2 separate regions of the Mus musculus genome follow, and region 2 is linked to region 1. The links are chromatin contacts, called in public HiChIP or PLAC-seq maps. All regions are on one chromosome and are shown on one strand. The core of a region is the stretch at or near the end of the contact, and the rest is flanking DNA. Distances in the headings are between cores, read along the strand shown. Region 1 holds the start of Cyp1a2 (cytochrome P450, family 1, subfamily a, polypeptide 2). Region 2 has its middle 11 kb from the start of Cyp11a1.

What was found. HiChIP or PLAC-seq counts read pairs in DNA pulled down with a chosen protein or histone mark.
Region 2: an H3K27ac HiChIP or PLAC-seq map of embryonic stem cells shows a contact between it and region 1, with 2.4 times the contacts expected there. The contact joins the enhancer-like site here to the promoter of Cyp1a2 in region 1. A contact is called at or near these places in 15 of 39 promoter capture datasets (the 3T3-L1 cell line, the C10 cell line, the HPC-7 cell line and 8 more), 2 of 15 datasets of contacts at CTCF or cohesin (embryonic stem cells and stem cell-derived epiblast-like cells), 11 of 484 Hi-C or Micro-C datasets (CD8 T cells, the HPC-7 cell line, bone marrow-derived dendritic cells and 5 more), 6 of 115 datasets of contacts at active chromatin or transcription factors (a colorectal cancer cell line, embryonic stem cells and stem cell-derived neural progenitor cells) and 2 of 9 other capture datasets (adipose tissue and embryonic stem cells).

The regions. Positions count from the first base shown.
Region 1 is chr9:57,680,238-57,686,648 of GRCm38.p6, forward strand. Cyp1a2 (cytochrome P450, family 1, subfamily a, polypeptide 2) reads right to left here and starts at 3,418. Exons shown (of 7, transcript NM_009993.3): 1 at 3,368-3,418; 2 at 1,465-2,300; 3 at 757-874; 4 at 13-102. The coding sequence starts at 2,292.
Region 2 is chr9:58,000,707-58,007,117 of GRCm38.p6, forward strand. It overlaps a transcript of Cyp11a1 not described here and the pseudogene Gm17322. Among named protein-coding and RNA genes, the nearest start is that of Cyp11a1, 11 kb to the right of the region's middle. Within about 2 kb of position 2,660, at least 6 of the 459 cell types and tissues checked have an H3K27ac peak or open chromatin away from gene starts, as enhancers often do. A contact at or near this core is called in embryonic stem cells, where this site is marked.

The DNA.
Region 1 (6,411 bases), core at 2,168-4,667:
AACAGTACGTACCCAGCTCCTCATGGATCTTCCTCTGCACGTTAGGCCATGTCACAAGTAGCAAAATGCTCCAGGTGATGGCTGTGGTGACTGTGTCAAAGCCTGGGCAGCAGGGGGGAGGGTGAAGGGGAAGAGAAAATGGACAGAAGGAAAACTCTTTGGGTTTTTTTGTTTGTTTGTTTTTACCAAGCAAGCACTAGCATAAGTGTCTCTGTCTCTGTCTCTCTGTCTCTCTGTCTCTCTCTGTCTCTGTCTCTCTGTCTCTCTCTCTCTGGCTCCCATCCTGTCTACCCTGAGGGAAGGACTGAGTGAGTCCTCAGCAGAATCTTAAAAGCTGAGCATGATGGCTTATATCTAGAATCCCAACACTACAGAGTCAGAGGCAGGAGAACTGTCGTAAGTTTGAGGCCAGCCTGGGATTTAGAGGTGAAACCTAGTCTCAAATGTAATAAGTCAAAACCAACCAAATCAGAAACCAAAACAAACAAAACCCAATAGACACTTGCTTCTAGTCAGCAGCTGGGATTATAAGTCTGGACTTGTAGTTATAGAACTCTTACTCTTTCCCTGTGGGTAAACCCAGACCTCCAAAGGAGAGGGACTTAGTTGAGTTACTTCTAGGAGTTGGTGGCACAGCATGAGGTCACACCTTGATCTTAGGGCAGGAGTCTGTTGTGTGTCACCTGATGTGGTTGATGAGGTTGTATATGGGTGAATAGCAATTGGTGGATGGAGGGGCAGAAAGGTGGCTCCTACCAGCTCCAAAGATGTCATTGACAATGTTGACAATCTTCTCCTCGGGGATGAGACCGCCATTGTCTTTGTAGTTCTCGCTGTGCTTGAACAGGGCACTTGTGATGTCTTGGATACTGTTCTAGGAGGACATAAGTTCAGGGTAACTTTGGCACTTCCAGGGCCAAATGCCCAACCTTACCCATCCCATTTGATATGTCCCGGGGGCCTGGGAACTGCCTTGGTCTCCAGGCCCTGGGCTAGAGCTCAGATTTTTGAACTAGCATCAGCCCTAAATAGAGTGTAGTCATTTCATGTACCCCTGACCCTTCTTTCCCATAACCCCAGGGCTCAGGTTTCAGAGGAGGAAGAGGTAGGGTGAACACAGGGAAGAAAAGTGACACGAAGCTGGAGCTTACGTAGCCTCTGTAGGGTTCATTTTCCTGCAGAACAATAAATTGCCTTTAACTTAGTGAACCCCACCCCCACCCCCATTGCAAAGCTCGCCAAGGCTCCATCACATGCCTCCACTTTTGGGGTTTGGAACAGTCCCCAGAGGCGAGCTGTAAGGAAGAAGGGAAGGTCATAGTTGCTAAGGGCCCAGAGCTTCCCAAGGTCTCCGCTGCACACGGCACTCTCCGCTGCACACGGCACTCTGAGTACCTGGGAGAAGGACTCCAGAGGGCATTTCTCTGGCGGTGATGTGGGTTACAGCCTGCCTCCCAGACTCACCTTGTTGAAGTCTTGGTAGTGCTCCTGGACAGTTTTCTGCAGAAACAGCACGAAGTTATCATTGAAGGTCTTAAACCTCTTGAGGGCCGGGTTGGGCAGGTAGCGCAGGACCGGGAAGAAGTCCACTGCATTCCCTGAGGTGACATTCTCCACAAAGTCCTTGCTGTTATTCACGATGTTCAGCATCTCCTCGCTCTTCCGGGGGAAGTTCTTCCCAAAGCACATGGCACCAATGACGTTAGCCACCGATTCCACCACCTGGCTGACTGGTTCGAAGTGGCCAACCTCTGCCATCGCCTTCTGAAGCTTGCTGACGAGATGGTTAGCCTCCTTGCTCACGTGCTCCTCCAAATAGCAAGAGGATGCTGACGTCGGGTCCGAGGCTATGGAGAAGCTCTTCAGGGCATCCTGGGCCAGGCGCCGGCGGGCAGCCCACACGGGTCCAGAGTCTGGGTTGAAAGTCATGCTCTTGCCGTTAGTGATAAGTGTGAAGCTGTAGAGGTCTGGTCGGCCCTTGAAGTCATCTCCCTGCCTCACCAGGGCCTGCTTGATGGTGTTCAGGCCGCTCAGCACCACCACAGGAGTGGAGCCGATGCGGATCTGCAGCACGTCCCCATACTGCTGACTCAGCCGTGTCAGTGACAGGTGTGGGTTCTTCCCCACAGTCAGCATGTGCCCAATGAAGGGCAAGCCCCAGGGTCCGGGTGGATTCTTCAGGCCTTTGGGAACCTGGGTCCTTGAGGCTCTGACCATCCAGAACACTAAACAGAAGATGGCAGTGGCCAGTAGCAGCTCTGGGGCTAAGGAGATGTACTGGGAGAACGCCATCTGTACCACTGCAGGGGAAATGGAAAGATGGAGTGGTTGGGGATGGATTCTGAGCCTTCCGTTTATCCTTTCATTCACTCATTCAGTAGGTGCTGACATACATCCTGTGCTTGGCTTTCAGCCACACATCAGAAACGTGAATATACCTGTCCTGTGTCTTGTTCTTTCAGGGATTTGCCCTTACCCCATCCCAAAAGCCAAGGGCTGGGAAGGAGCCTTGCATTTACAACTTTAGTGTCTTGATTTCCATCCCAGGCTGTTTTGTCTACCTCTCTCGTTTCCAATTCTCAGACTGGCATGGATGCAAGTGACCACTCCAAAACCATGATGCTAAAAGCAGCTCCTCAACAGCCACAGTAACAGAGTGTTTGTACCACTTTCTGCCAGAGGGTCCAACACATTGGTGGTACCCTCCACATACCCAAGGAACAGAAGATGCCTCCTTGCCCAAGCGACAGAAAGCCACTGTTCCTGGGATGATATCAATGACCTGTGATATCCTCCTTTCTCTATAACACTCTAACAACACCCAGCAGAGATTCCTCCTCCAAAAGTGAGTCTTCATTTACTTCCATGCTTAGAGGCTGAAGTGGGCTACAGTTAGGTCTGGGGCTGTCCAATGCCAGGTGGGAATTCTTTCCCTACCTCTTTACTCCAGGCAACTGTCCTCAGAAAAAGCCTGGTTGAAACTGTTTAATTAAAGGTAATGGGCTAGTGAGATGGCTCAGTGGTAAAAGCACTTGCTGAAAGCCTGATGACTTGAGTTTGATCCCTGGAATTGATGTGGTGGAAAGAAAGAACTGATTCCTGAAAGTTGTCTCTGAGCTCCACACATAAGCTGTGGTGTTCAGACAGACAGACAGAAAGACAGAAAGACAGACAGAGATACACACACACACACACATACATATAAACACACACACGGAGGTGCAAAGGTCCAGGGCTGAGAATTAAGAAGCAAAACCTTAGACCTCTCAGATTTCCTTCACTTCCCACAGGGTCCCCGTTTCTCCATCATAATAGCATTTAGGAAATAGCAGCAGGTCTCATGATCTGGAAAGACACACAGACGTACCTGAAGGGCAGGGGCTGGAGACTGGCAGAGTTGTGGGAGTCAGTCCAGGACTTCTGGGTTCCGACGAGGGGCCTTTTATAACACCACCCACTCTGGACTGGCCCAGGTGCCCGGGTCACTTGATATCATAGCTGGATGCTGCACAAAGCTGAAAGGATCAATTCTTGGCTTCAAGCCATGGCTCCTCAGTTCCACCTTTCACTTGGGGTCAGAAGTGGCTTGGGGTCCATGGAGATAAATATTCATGGAGATAAAAAAGTATGACATTTTAGGGGCCAAGGTATATGTCTTTGAAAGAATACACTTCTTTCAAAGACAGGGCAGGGTTCAGGGTGTAAAAATTAGGTGGATGAACAGATATAACCTCTTCTCCACCCATGAGAATGGACGGGCCTAGCCCCCAGGCCAACCAGGGCAGCTCATGCTCTCCACGGAGGCAGATAGGGAGGTGCATTGTACTCGTGACTTTTCTGGAATTAACAATCTACCTGACAAAAGGAAGGGAAGGAAGGAAGGGAGGGAAGGAGGAAGGAAGGAAGGGAGGAAGAAGGGAGGAAGAAAGGGAGGGAGGAAGGAAGAACTATTTTGGCTCATGCTTTTGGGGTATAGTCCATTGTGGCAGAGGAGTTGCAACAGCAGGAATGTGAAGTGGCTGGTCACATGGCATCTGCAGTCAGGAAAGACACACACACACACACACACACACACACACACACACACACAGAGAGAGAGAGAGAGAGAGAGAGAGGACTGCTAGTTCTAGAGTCTTTTGTTGTTGTTATTAACCAGGGACTGCAGCCTAGGTATGGTATAGCCCACACTCAGGCTGGGCTTTCCCTCCTTAGTTACCTTTCAGGAAAGGTATGCCCTGAGGACCACCTTCTAGGTGATCCTAAATCCCATCAAGATGACACTGGAGATTAACCATGACATGTATGTTGTAGCTACCTCATCACACCCCACACCCATGTGTGTGTGTGTGTGTGTGTGTGTGTGCGCGCGTGCGCGCACGCGCGCGAGCGCATACCTGAACCTACATCCACAAACATACTTGGTGAGGACTCTACCACTGAATTAGGTCTTAACTCCTCTCCCAACTTTTATTTTCTTTAGAATTTTGTATTCTAAAGGGAGGCTCTCTCTGCACTCTCCCTCCTGTGGAAGATGGTAAGGAATTAAAAGACAACAAAGACAACTCATGGGGGCCGGAGAGAGAGGTAAAGAGCACTGACTGCTATTCCAGAGGGTTCAATTCCCACCACCCACATGCCAACTCACAATGGTCTGTAATTCCCGTTCCAGGGGACCTGACACCCTCACACAGACATATGTGCAGTCAAAACACCCAGCGCTTGGGAGGCAGAGGCAGGCAGATTTCTGAGTTCAAGGCCAGCCTGGTCTACAGAGTGAGTTCCAGGACAGCCAGGGCTACACAGAGAAACTCTGTCTTGAAAAGAACAACAACAACCAAACAACAACCAAACAAACAAAATCAAAAAAAACCCAAACACTAATGTACATAAAATAAAAGTAAAGAAATTTATTTTTTTAAAGAAAGAATATCCATAGCATGGATTGCTCTTTATGACAATTAGCTTGGACTCTTCTGATCAACACTATTGGAGGAGATAAAAATCCAAATAAACCAGACAAGTTCCAGGAACAAGAAACGAAAGAATTAAAAGCAAATGCAGGGTTGGGTATGGTGGAACACATCTCTAATCCCAGCATTTGGGAGGCAAAGGCAGCTGGATTTCTATGAGTTCAAGGTCAGCGTAGTCTACGTAGTAAATTCCAGGATAGCCAGGGCTACATCATAAGACCCTTAAAAAAAAACCAAATGCAATATGTGAACTTGATTGGATTCTATTTTTAACAAAAAGCAAATTTTGAAAGCTACTGAAGGCATTTTTGGAGAGATAACTGGGGACTCAAGGACCTGGTCTGGACATGGATGTGGAGATTAAATGACATTCTCAAATGGACACCAATTTTCTCAGATATGACATACAGTTGTACTTGCATGATACCGTAGTTACTGTTCTGGTTCTATAAGGAGATACCATGACCAAGGTAACTCTTATAAAATGAAACATTTATTGTGAGTCTGGTCACAGTTTCAGAGAGTTAGTTCATTATCATCGTAGCCGAAAGCAGACAGGCATGGTGCTGGAGCAGTAACCCAGAGCTTCGAATCCTGATCCTCAGGCTACAGACAGAGAGATCAAGATGGGGCCTGGTATGGGGTTTTGAAACCTCAAAGCCCACCCCCAGTGACACACGTCCTCCAGGCCACATCTCCAACAAGGCCACATCTTCTAATTCTTCCCAAGCAGTTCCACTAACTGGGGACCAAACAATCAAATGTATGAGCTATGGGGGCCATTCTCATTGAAACCACATGTAGGAAGATATTCTTGTTCTTAGGACATTAATGCTGTGTGCTTTAGGGGTGAAGTTTCATGATGCCTGCAACCTTCTTTCAGTTGGTTCTGTTTAAAAACAAAAGCCTACATTTTGGGACTGTTGAGACGGCTCAGTGAGTAAAGGTGCCTGCACCAAACCTGATGACCTGAGTTGGATCCCCAGGACTCACGTGGTGGGAAGAGTTGTCCTTTGATCTCCATGTGTGCCTTGGCACATGTACATCTTAACAAATGTGTACTCTCTTGACCTACCTCTCTTTCTGTCTGTCTCACACACAATAGATAAGTACAATTTTAAGATATTGGGTGGTGTCAGTGGTTGCGGTCGTGGTGGCAGCCAGGTGGTGGGCACTCCGGAGGCAGAGGTGGATTTTTGTGAGTTCAAGACCAGCTTGGTCTACAGATGGAGTTCCAGAATTACAGAGAGTACACACACACACACACACACACACACACACACACACACACACACACACTAAGCTTCAGGATTAACTTCTGCAAGTGTTAAGGATGAAGACTCCAACAGACTCACAAAGCTGTTTGAAGGCAGCTGGGAAGGAAGGCGCACCATTTCCTGTCTTACTGGGTTCAGCTCAATCAATTAAAAGGGTCAATCTG
Region 2 (6,411 bases), core at 1,410-3,909, 320 kb after region 1:
AGATCAAAATCCATCAAAAAAAATGTCCAAAGGCTGGAGAAATAGCTCAGTGTAGAGAACTTTCTTAGCATGAGCAGGGTCCCAGGTTTGGTCCCTACCAGAGCAAAAAAAGAGAGGGAAAGGCTTACGGTACTCATGGGAGCCCCAGGTACTTACGGGACTAAGGCAGGATTGCACGAGCTAGGAGTTTGAGCCCATCCTTGGTGATCTGCACCCCATGTCAGAAGACAGAGAAGAAGCAGAAACAAGCAGAAAAAATGGAGAAGCAGAAGAGTGAGGCTCCTGGCTTTTCTTTTAGGACAGGGACCAGTCAGTTGTCACAAGCCCCTGCCTGGGCAGGAAGGCAGTGCTTCATTCCTTTCTCAGGAAATGCTCTCTACCCTCCAGGGGCCACAGGACAGTCTGTCTTAGTTTGCTTCCTACTGACGTGATGAACACCATGACCAAAAGCAACTTGGGGAAGAACGCATTTATTATACTGTTTTAGTTAAGGTTTCTATTCCTGCACCAACATCATGACCAAGAAGCAAGTTGGGGAGGAAAGGGTTTATTCAGCTTACACTTTCCACATTGCTGTTCATCACCAAAGGAAGTCAAGACTGGAACTTAAGAAGGTCAGGAAGCAGGAGCTGATGCAGGGCCATGGAAGGATGTTCCTTACTGGCTTGCTTCCCCTGGCTTGCTTAGCTTGCTTTCTTATGGAACCCAAGACTACCAGCCCGGAGATGGCACCAACCCACAATGGGCCCTCCCCCCTTGATCACTAATTGAGAAAATACCCCACAGCTGGATCTCATGAAGGCATTTCCCAACTGAAGCTCCTTTCTCTGTGATAACTTCAGCCTGTGTCAAGTTGACACACAAAACCAACCAGTACATATACTTACAGGTTAGAGTCCGTCATGGAGTGAAGTCAGGGATGGAGCTCAAGGCAAGAACCTGGAGGCAGGACCTGAGGAGGCCTTGGAGGAAGGCTGTTTATGGGCTTGCTCCCCAAGACTGGCTCATCGTGCTTTTTATTCAAATTAGAACCACCTGCCCAGGGGTGGCACTGCCCATGGTGGACTGGGTCCTCCTTTAGCAATCATTAATCAAGAAAATGTCACCATAGACATATCCGCAAGTCAACGTGATGGAGGAAATTCCTTAATTGACCTTCCCTATTCCCAAGTGACTCAGTGTGTGCCAAACTGGCAGGAGCTAATAGGCACACCTTCCCAAGGTGAAGCAAAAGGAAGAGAACAAGCAGAGGAGAGAGACGGAAGTAGCTAGATAGAGAGATTGGATATAGATAGACAGACAGGGAAGCAAAAGGGACTGAGTGTGACCGGCTGGGGAGATGGCTCATCGGGTAAGCAAGCATAGGGACCCGAGTTCAAATCCCCAGCACCTACGTAAAAAGGAACAAGGCAGGCATGGTGGTATACATCTATAACCCAAGTGTGGAGGGGTGAAAACCTGCAGCGGCTTGGTGGCCAATCCAAAACAGCCAGTTGCAGGTTCATTGAGAGAGCCTGCCTCAAAACAAACAAACCAAACTGGAGATGCATTTGAAGAATACATCTGGATGTTAGCCTCTGCTCTCCACATGTGCCTGCATAGGTAGACATACCTGCATACACGTGTATATAAACATACTACACACACACACACACACACACACACAGAGAGAGAGAGAGAGAGAGAGAGAGAGAGAGAGAGAGAGAGAGAGAGAGACTGAGTGGTAATAATGATATAAAGGGTTAAGTAGTCACACCCTGATTAGTAAAGCCATGCATCTCCAAGGCTGGTTTCTTGTCAAACATCTATGGGGGGTGTTGCAGGGTGGGGTGGGGAGGGGAGCTGATGTGTGACTTAGTGAAAAAAAATGCCTGGAGCTGGACCCATGAAAGCAAACACATTTGCCCCCTAAGATTTATTTTATCTTTAATTATGTGTGTTGTATGAGTGGGTTGTGTCCGTGAGTGCAGGTGCTCAGGAAGGCCAGAAGAAGGCACTGGATCCCCTGGAGCTGGAGTTGTGAGCTGCTGGGCATGGGTGCTGGGCACAGAACTCTGGCTCTCTGTAAGAGCAGGCTGCACTCTTAACCACTGAGGCCCCTTTCCAGTCCTGGGACACACAGCTTTCACCGTGGTGTCCAAACATTAACCCCAAACCACAGTGGACAGCCTTTAGCTCAGTGAGGTTACTTGTGCGATGTTGAGAATTTGAGGCCTTCCCAAACACTCTATTGTCCTGGTAAGTGTTCGTCACAACCTTGACAGGCAGGTTGTGATTATTTCCATTTTTTGGAGATGAAAGCCTTCATTCTCACTTGGCTCCAAGTGAGTTCCCCAAGTCCACACAATTACTCAGTGGTCGAACTAAGACTTGAACCCAAGTCCATCTGGTCCCAATGCCCCCTATGTGATTATGTCTGCAGTCTGCTCGGCACTTTTATACATTGGAAGGACACCCTTTTCTTTTCCTTATAGTGTTCCCAAGGCTCCATCAGCCACAGGGTTCTGTCTGGCCCTGACTGCAGGGTCTGTGCTTGCCTGCAATAGTCAGGTGCCAGAATCCTGTCCACTGTGATTGGACAAAAACTGGCCAATCAGTTCTTCAGGGAGATCATGGACAAGAGAGAGGGTGGCCCTTCTCTGTCTTTGCTGCAGGAGTTTCCAGGACCTTGGGGTCAGGTAAATCCCTGGCCTTCTTCCTGGCTGTGCACAGTTGACTGCAGGAGACAGCAGCCAACACAAAAGAAAGAATGGGAGGTGGGGGGCCAGCGACTTCCTCTGGCATGCTAGCTCCTGACCTTGAACTTTTCAAATTCATTTTATGTATATGGTATTTTTGTTTTAACCAGTTTCAGCTGGATTTCTGCCAAGTGCCCCACAAAGAATTCTGACACAAATCTATGATTTAAAAGAGTTATAAAACAGGAGCTCCACCCCGGCAGAAAGGGGAAGGCAGGCACTGGGAGTAGTGAAAGGAGCCTAGGTAGAGTTGAGCCAGGGGTGCAGCTAGGTCTCTGCGAGCCACGGGATAAGAATGAGAGTCCTGATAGTGACAAATGGGGCTCCATATAGATTCCCCCACCCCCCACCCCGCGCTTCTATCTCTGGCTTCATTTTCTCCATCAGCTTCCTACCCAAGAGCAAGAGCTTAAGAAATTTCTGAAAGGGGTGCCAGCGATGGAGCTCAGTTGGGAGAGTGCTTGCCTAGCATGCATACAGCCCTGAGTTCCATCCCCAGCGCTGAATAAACCAGTCAGTCCTGACCCTCGGGTGGTAGCAGAGAGGATCAGGAGTTGAAGGTCATCCTTGGGTGCACAAGTTCAAAACTAGTCTGGGATGGAGGCCCTGCCACAAAACCAAAGCCAACGTTCTGGAAGGACCCATGACTGACCCAGCCATGCCTTTTCACATGCAATTACAGTAGTCCCCTCTTGGGAGGAGAGTAACGTGGGCCTCACTTTTGTGATATTGGAGTCTCTCTATAGAAGTGGCGCCTCACAAGAGAGAAGGACCAACAGAATGTCTACCACAGAAATGAAAAGGTTACCTACTCAGCCGCTGGGATACTTGCTGGGGACCCCTGGCTTCCAGATAGGTTTCTGTCCCCATATGTTCTGGAGTGCTAGAATGGTAGCCCAAACGCTGGACTGTCCGATCATCAGCTTAATTCTGGTGAATCGGCATGAGGTCAAGCACGTGCTCTTTGCTTCCAGCCTTTCCTAACTTACTGAAGCCCAGCAGTCTACCTGGCGCACCAGCACCAGGTAGACTCTTAGAGTCACCACTCTTTCTTGGCTCTGCGTAGCTAGGTGGTGTCACGTGGTTAAGTTGTGGCCAATGAGATGCCTGATCTTGTGTGAGGGCTTCAGAACAGGTAGCTAGAGGTGTGGGAAGGGTCCCTTTTGCCTTCTTCATCTTCCTTCCCTCCCCCCTCTCCCCCAGTCCCCTCTCCTATCCTCCCTTCCCCCTCCCTCTTTTCCTTCCTCCCCCCCCCCCCCCGCCCCAACCCCACTCTTCTCATTTTGTAGTAGCCCAGGCTGACCCTTTTTATAGCTTTCTCTTCTTTCTGGTCAATAGCATAGAGATGGATCAGGAAGCATTGTGGATTGTGGGATGGCCTTGGAGATGCAGACAGTGTTGCAAGCCGGATGATGGCGGCTGGGCTTTGGGGACTCACCACCAGCTCTGGGTTGCCTTGGGACTTCTTTTATGCAAGAGGCAGTATACTTCAATCTTCTGTAAGCTTGGGACTTGGATTTTCTCTTTATCTATTCAAATCTTATCCCAACCAATAAAACTACTTTCTTAATAGTCCCGTCGGTGTGTGTGTGTGTGTGTGTGTGTGTGTGTGTCAATTTTTCCATAAATAGAGAAGGAAACATTTGCCGAAGACTCCACAGCTGGCAGCTGATGGATCAGTTAGACTCATGAATGTTTTGCCCTTTCTTACTGAGGTGTCTCACTGAGGTGGTCTTCAATAGGTTGAAGACCCGCAGGGTGAAGGACCCATCGAGGCTTGGTCTCAGCCTAAAAATGGTTCCTCTGAGGGAGTAACTGGCTTTGATCTCAAAAACCTGGTGTTTTGAGTTTTCTGTCTGGGAACATGCCACATATGTAGCTGTCTGCAAGTTTCTTATTACTGGAATGTCCTCATCAGGTGGAAGCCACTCAGGGCTGGTTCTCATATAGATGAGAGCTTGCTGCGCCCTGCCCTCCCCCGCCCCCCCCCCCCCCGTGCCCACTGATGGCAGTGTCCTGGGTGCCCCCCCACCCCCACCCCTGCCCCCAGAGGAGGGATGACTCTTGTAAATATCATGGGTGATTGATGTATGACTGTCACATTCATTCCCACCAGGCTCAGCATGGGACTCAAACAACAGAAATTAAGCATACTGAAACCCTAAGGAGGATGTGTCATACTACACTCTACACAACTACAAAGTGTCAAGGAAAGCCGGGCCTCTGGGGCTGGCATCTGTACACCTTTCTACAAACCGATTCTTTGTGGCTGCAGAATGGCTATTACCTTTCTGGGGCTAGTGCTCAGGTTACAAGCTTCTGTGAAGGATATCTTCAAACTCCTTGAGACTGCACCTGGGTGCCGTGGATAACAGCAGCAGGAACCTGATGGCTACAGGTCTGGAAGAGCAGCTGTCAGGATCGGGAGAAGGGATGCTGGTGGCCAACACAGTCCTGCGTTGGAAAGAGCCTAGTTTTCTCGGCTTTGTGGGGTGTGGTCCATGCTGTTCCTCTTTAGTATCTGCGACCATCTGTGCTGGCAGGTGCTTCCTGCTTTGTTATGCTTTTGTGTCTGGCTGACTACCTTGTTTCCATCCTGGCACCTAAAATTTTTAACTCCAGTAAATGAACCACTTTAAAGAACAGCAACCATTTCAAGACATGGGCATCAACCTATTAAAAACTCAGCACGGTTTTGGAAGGGCTTTGGACGGGTGGAAACACATCTTTCTGCTAAAGGAAGAAGAGCCGAAAATGTACTTGACCTTGATCACCATAGTCCTTTCCTTCGTGCAGTTGATTGGGTGGGACGGCGAGTTCACAGGCTGCATACCTGATGGTGACATCTGTGCTGTTGCTTTGTGAACTAAGACATCGTGAGCTGGTTTGAAAGTATATTGGGCTGGGCAAGTGTTAGATGAACAAGCCTCGAAAGCAAAAAGCAAAGGAGAGTGAACGGTGCATCGGCTTCCTTCTGTGTGGTTAGCGGAGTGGAGCTGTCTCACTCCTCTTCTGGACACCACCACTTCACAGAAGTGGTTTTTTTGCTGCATCCACTTTGCTGGTGATGGCAGACATTGGCGTGTAGTGTCTTAGTGTCGTCCAGTATAGGTGGGTACATGCTCAGCTGCAGCCCTTAAGTGGACCACTCCTTGGTGATTATGAATAACTTCGATCCCCCCTTCAAGGCTGATGCATTTTTACTTTTGATGACCCCCTTTACAACACTAAACCGATGAACTTTAGTAGAGTGGGTGGGTGGAGGGTCTGGACAGTTGTTGGAGCTTGCTTTAGCTAGAATGGTCTGTAGCTACTGGGAAATGTTTCTAGTTTCTGCTTCGGGGTCTGCTTGAAAGTCTGGTTTCACAAATACAGAGATCAAATTCACCACTTAATTTTTTTATTATTTATTTATTTACTCATTTATTTATTTTGAGACAGGGTCTCATCACATAGCCCTGGCTGGCCTCAAACTCATGGAGCTTTGAAATACAATCTCGAATACAGACTTTTGGAAGTTCGCCTTTCAAAAGTCCTGAAGGACTTGCTACCTTGAAGTGGTACACAGGGAAATGGAGCTTGATGCCAAGCAGTCAGATTCACCAGTGGGACAAGGGGTGGTGCTTCATAAAGATTGCTCCCTGCCTACGTCATAGGCATTCTGCTCCTGAGA